Regions from separate parts of the Gossypium hirsutum genome. Here region 2 is linked to region 1. A link is a contact called in public Hi-C data. All regions are on one chromosome and are shown on one strand. The core of a region is the stretch at or near the end of the contact, and the rest is flanking DNA. Distances in the headings are between cores, read along the strand shown. Region 1 holds the start of LOC107899214 (54S ribosomal protein L17, mitochondrial). Region 2 holds the start of LOC107899208 (serine/threonine-protein phosphatase PP2A-4 catalytic subunit).

What was found. A called contact is a pair of places that touch in the nucleus more often than the background predicts.
Region 2: a contact with region 1 is called in a Hi-C map of leaf, with 2.3 times the contacts expected there. The contact joins the promoter of LOC107899208 here to the promoter of LOC107899214 in region 1. A contact is called at or near these places in 2 of 34 Hi-C or Micro-C datasets (both in leaf).

What each region holds. Positions count from the first base shown.
Region 1 is chrD04:31,000,062-31,002,919 of Gossypium_hirsutum_v2.1, reverse strand. LOC107899214 (54S ribosomal protein L17, mitochondrial) reads right to left here and starts at 1,352. Exons shown (of 6, transcript XM_016824866.2): 1 at 1,128-1,352; 2 at 811-876; 3 at 308-382. The coding sequence starts at 824.
Region 2 is chrD04:31,295,065-31,297,922 of Gossypium_hirsutum_v2.1, reverse strand. It overlaps LOC107899208 (serine/threonine-protein phosphatase PP2A-4 catalytic subunit), which reads right to left and starts at 1,376. Exons shown (of 11, transcript XM_016824852.2): 1 at 981-1,376; 2 at 467-523; 3 at 256-339. The coding sequence starts at 1,073.

The sequences.
Region 1 (2,858 bases), core at 103-2,602:
GAAAAGCACTTTGAGATCCAATTCTGATCATTTCTTCCTATACACTATTAGTTCCTTATGACATATATCTGATCTCTATCAAACAAAGAATAGCCCATAGATAAAAGTGTTACACTGAACAATTAAAAATGCACCACTTTCTTTCGTCATTCGTTTTGTCAGCTTCTTAGAGATTATTAATGCAGATTTCAGGCCAGTTATTCCCAAAAATTGTTAGTTCTTGACAACACATATTCGATCTCTTCCAAACAAAGAACGGTCTCCTGATAATTAAGTTCCAATGAGCAATATGAAATCTACAACTTACTTTCTGTCAATCGTTTTGTCAGCTTCAGTGATCCTTGGAGCTGGAACGTTGTCAATTTGGTAATCACCTTTTCCCCTGGTTATACAACAAATTCACTACATTAGCTGAAAACTAAAATCATCTTTGTTGCACTTCACCTTTTTCTTAATGTGCAAATCTGAAGTCATGCATGTACCCATTGAAAATGCAAAGCAAGGAGAAGGAGCATAACATACATAATGTATCCAAACGAACAACTTCCATTGCTTTTGAGGCTGTTGTTTTTCAATTGAAAACAATTAAGCCTAAATTACTCTACATTGTTTTCTCCAAATCAGCTCTCCAGAGGAATCACGACTCTAAATCATTCATTTGGATAAATCAATTGCTTTCCTTTTTTTTCTTAATTGCTATGCATAAAATAAACAACTTTTATGCTTAGTCGGTAACCACTTAAGCTGGAAAGAAAGACCCAACATACAAATAAATGCCCCTAATATAACTGAATCAAATTTATAACTTGCCTAGATTTAGACATGTCCAAGAATTCATAAGGATATTTGTGTCAATACTGCTGCCTCCATCGAAAGCTGCATAAAACAAAAGCAATTACATAAATAAATCGCAAGAGTTTCATCTATTTCCATAAAACCCCAATTAGTAGCTGAAAATTTGAACTAAAAAAGCTAATAACTTTGTGCCATAAACCACTAATCATGTTGTTTTCAGCAAAATATTTTAGCTTTTTTTCTTCCTTTTTGCATCAATGAGCTAACCAATAGACATCTAAGGTATCCTAGATAGAACATTCCCAGATTTTCTCACGAGAATGAAAACTTACGAAAACTCTTGAATGCATAAACCACAGGATCCAATTTGGGAATAACGACAGGTAATCTCTCGAACAATACCGACGCCACAATTTTCTTGGAGGTTGAGGAAAACCCACGCACCCCCATGAATGGCCGAACCAACGATCTGTGCATTCTCAACTTGAAAAGGCCTGCTTAAACCTAAATCCAGTGTGAAGGTATCGTAGTAATTTTTTATTTTTATTTTTACTTTTCATTTAGGTATTTTTAATTTTTGTTTAACTAAAAAACCCCAAACCCCAGCTCCCCAACCCACGCCTCAAGCCCACAAAACCCACACCCACGATTCAGTCTCCAAACCCATATACCCAGGCAGAAAAGCCCAAAAACTACCATGCCGCAAGACCCAAACACAAAACCCCAACCCCCAACAGTATTCTGCTAAGCAGAAATTACAAAACAAATAGACCATAACACAACCATCTTAAACAGAGGCAAACAAGAAATCCAAAAATAAATAACATATACTAGACAATAAACAAACAAAAACAAGAACCAGACTGAGACCTGAAACTAAAACCCACTGAAATACAAGTAAGGAAGCACAGATCTGAAACTAAAAACAGAGATGAAAAGGCAAAAGACAAAATTGAAGTAAAGATTCATACCTGAAATCAGTCTCCTTCATTCATACCTGAAATCAGTCTCCGATGAAGCAGGGGATTTCAAAAATCACAAAGAACAGTTTAAGAATTTTAAATTACAATAAAAATAAAATGGGTTTTCATTTATTGTCTACTGGTCATTTGGAGAGCTATATTAATGTACAGTTAGGTTTCATTTATAGTCATTTTAATGAAAAAAAACAATAAACAAAAATAACCTTATCTCTTTTATTTGTTAAAACTTTCAAAACTTCTTTTTATGTTTTATTTTTTCCTTGTTTTTTATTTACTTTATCTTTACCCCATTCAACTAAAAGGGACTTCAACGACTACTTTCAAACTAGTTTTTCCTTCACTTGATGGATTTGACTTTCCCAACTTATTACTAACACACTCAATGAGGGGAATACACACGACCAAATAAACATCAACAGTCATGCACACAAGAAACAATAATCAAATAAAACAACACACATCAATGTTATTCCAAACAAAATCAAGAGATTGTAGAGAGATACTTTGGGTCGATATGAATGACCAAGTCAATTAAAGGACCAATTGAAGCCCCCATTCAAACACTGTTGACATCCTCAAAAGAGAAACCTTCTTTTGCTACATAATTAACAATATCAAAGCAAAAGATGAGTACATTGGACTTTTTTTTAAAAATAAACCACTATTACTAGTCAAATATGAAACTCTAAAAGAAAACTCTCACTAGGGGTGAGCATTCGATCGAATTGAACCGAATGAAAAATTTTTGAGTTAATCGAGTTTTCAAATCCTATTTTATCATCCTAACTCGATTTGAAATTTTTACGAATCGTGTCGAGTGGGATGGAATTCAAATCGAATCGAATATAATTGTTTGAGTTAAATTAAAAAAATGACTAGTGTTATTTATTTTTATGTAATTTTAAAAAAAATATTTTTATTTAAAATTTTTAAACATGATTATATGACGACTTGGAATTGGATCACTCATCTACAAGTTAAAAAGAACAAATTAACTAAAGACAGAGTCAAAAAGAACAAATTAAACCCTTATTTTACACCAGAAAAAAAAAACAAAGTCTGCATAAAAAAAATTCATTG
Region 2 (2,858 bases), core at 127-2,626, 290 kb before region 1:
AGATTAAGTAGACAAATTTTATTAAAACAGAACACTTATGCATGAAAGTGCTGGAGGGTGGAGACAAAAAGCTCACATGTCAATGCATGCAAAAGAGCATAAATTAAAAATATTCGCATTACAAATATGATCAATCAAGATACCTCTGGAGAGCTCCAACTTCAAAAAGATTGAGGTCTCAACTAATTATTTTACACATTCCCCGCTGAAACAGAACTGAATACAAAAATCAACAGTCAAAGTCAGAACAAGTACCTTCCCTCCAGTTCGAAAAAGTTCTGCAAGATCATGAAACTGCCCATGGATATCACCACAAATTGTCACCGGGCTTCTCACAGGCTGTTAAAAAAAAATCAATGCTTTCCCAGTTTACGGAGGAGCAATCTCAACACCTCCAAAATACGCCAATAAATAAACAAATATAGACATAGATGCCTGAAACACAAGCCAGACTAAGATAATAAACCTGGACATTGCTTTCTTTCATCAGTATTTCCTTTGCCTTATCACACAATGCTCTGACCTAAACAATACAATATGAGAAAAAAATAGAGTTATTAAAAGTTATATTCCACAACACAAGACAGAAAAAGACAAGCTTCCATTGACCCAAATTAAAACAACACAAATAAGATGAAACGAAGAAAACTCCACGAGCAACAAGTATAAAATTTAAACCCACAACACTTATTCCGAGCAAATACCCCGAGTTATGTTGAAATTACCTATATCAAATAAAAATAAATCATTTTCTTTCCCTGCTTTAAAGAAGAAGAAAAAGAAGCTGCATTTTTTGTTCATAACTCTGAATTGAAATTTAAACAGAAAAAAAGAATTAGCAGTAAATATTGCAATAACACTATTCACAAATCAGAGCCTAATCGATTATTCACAAATTTTAAAAATATATTATTGGATTAATTCCTGGTAAATTTCGATACTTTCTTGGAAACAAACAGATAGAGAAAAAATTAAGGTACCTGCTGCTCCGAAAGTGGCTTACACTGCATGAGCTGCGAGATCTGCTCATCGAGATCAGTGGTCAAGTCTGTTGGTGACGAATTGGCGCCCATGTTTAATTTATCAGTTGGAAGAATCGAGCGTGGAAATCGTTATCCTGATTAGGGATAACCCTAACCCTAGTTTGGACTTTGGATTGAGAATTTTCTTTTTTCTTTTTGTTTTAACTTTCTTTTTTATCTCTTTTACACTCTTTTCCTGGCTCTCTTGCTTCTATCACGAAGACGAAATGAAATGGGAGGGCGCGTGAACTGAGACAGAGAGTGGAGCGTGAACAGTGTGAGTGTTATTAAGCCACGTCACACTACTAAACTGTTATAAAGCCACTTCACCACACGTTTCGGGGAACGCTCCTCACAATGAGATTTCCTTAAGCTCCCTTCAAATGCTAACGGGAAAAGAAAAATATAAAGGGATATTATATTTTTAGTATCTAAATTTTGTTTCAATTTTCAAATTAGTATCTAAGTTCTTCTTTTATCCAGATTGGTAATAGAATTTGGTTTATATCACATATTTAAATATATTTTCTTAATGCATTAAAATAAGATGACATGGAAACTAATATATAATAGTAAATTTACTCTGTAATTAAATATTATTTAGGGTTGGAAATTAATTTTGTATATTACCAAAATTTATAAGGAAATTCCAAATTTTTTAAGGATTTACAAAAAGTTCTAAGTAGTTACCAAAATTTCTAATAAATTATTGAAATTTCTAAAGTTACACAAAAATTTCTAAGACTTTACCAAAATTAGTATCTAAGAATTTACCAAAATTTCTAATATGCCATATTATTTTCTCTTAGTATCTTGGCACATTAGTGCACTTTATGCTTCTCCTCACAAGTCCCTTAGTGATTTTCCATTCTAAGCATGTTTATATGAGTTTTTTGAGTATTTGTATATATTTTGTGATTGTAACACCTCGATACTTAACCCAATCATCGGGTCTGAGCTACAAGGTGCCACATTCGTTGCCGGAGCAACTACGATAAAATTATATTTCATTTTTAAAACAATTAAAGATTCAAATATAAGTAAAATATGTGTATAATACAATACGTAATCATTTTCGGATCTTATACAAGCTTTTGAAAGCTTTATTGTTAACCCGATATCGAATTAGAACTAAATTGTAATATTTTCAAAATTTCAGGTTGACGCTGCAACTTCAGGGTACCTCTTCGCGATACAACATACTAACTTGATCTCATTGCAATAATAAATGCTCTACGTCACGACGTAACGATCTATTTTTAAAATGGCCAAAATGGCACCAACCTGTTTCACCTAATCATTCATTTCCATCAATATTAATTTCCATTTCAACCAAAATGTCATTTCAAACATACATTTCCAATATGTTTCATCATTAACATGATCATTTGTAATTCATAATCATTCAATTTCATATTTGATAATCATGAACTTCAAAACATTACCAAATGGACATATACAATTGAGTATGAACACAAGTATTTCATCTTCTCATACAAAGCATTTAATTGCCTAGTTCATCCATACAGTCCAACCATTTAACCATTTCTAATTCATCATTCTAACTCCTAATGTGACTTGATCATATAATAAACAAACCGACTCAGGCTAGGTATATGACATATAACAAACAAAAGATATTTTACAAATATTGATGAGTTGGGGATTTCTGGTTGGATGCTAAAATCATTTCTTGGGACCTTGGGATGTACTTACACTTGTGTGGGGAAAACAAATTGTACACTGAGCGATAAAGCTCATTGGTATTTCCATAATTCAAGACAAAGCAATACAAGTTTATACCAATTGCATACATCCAATTAAAATACCATTATC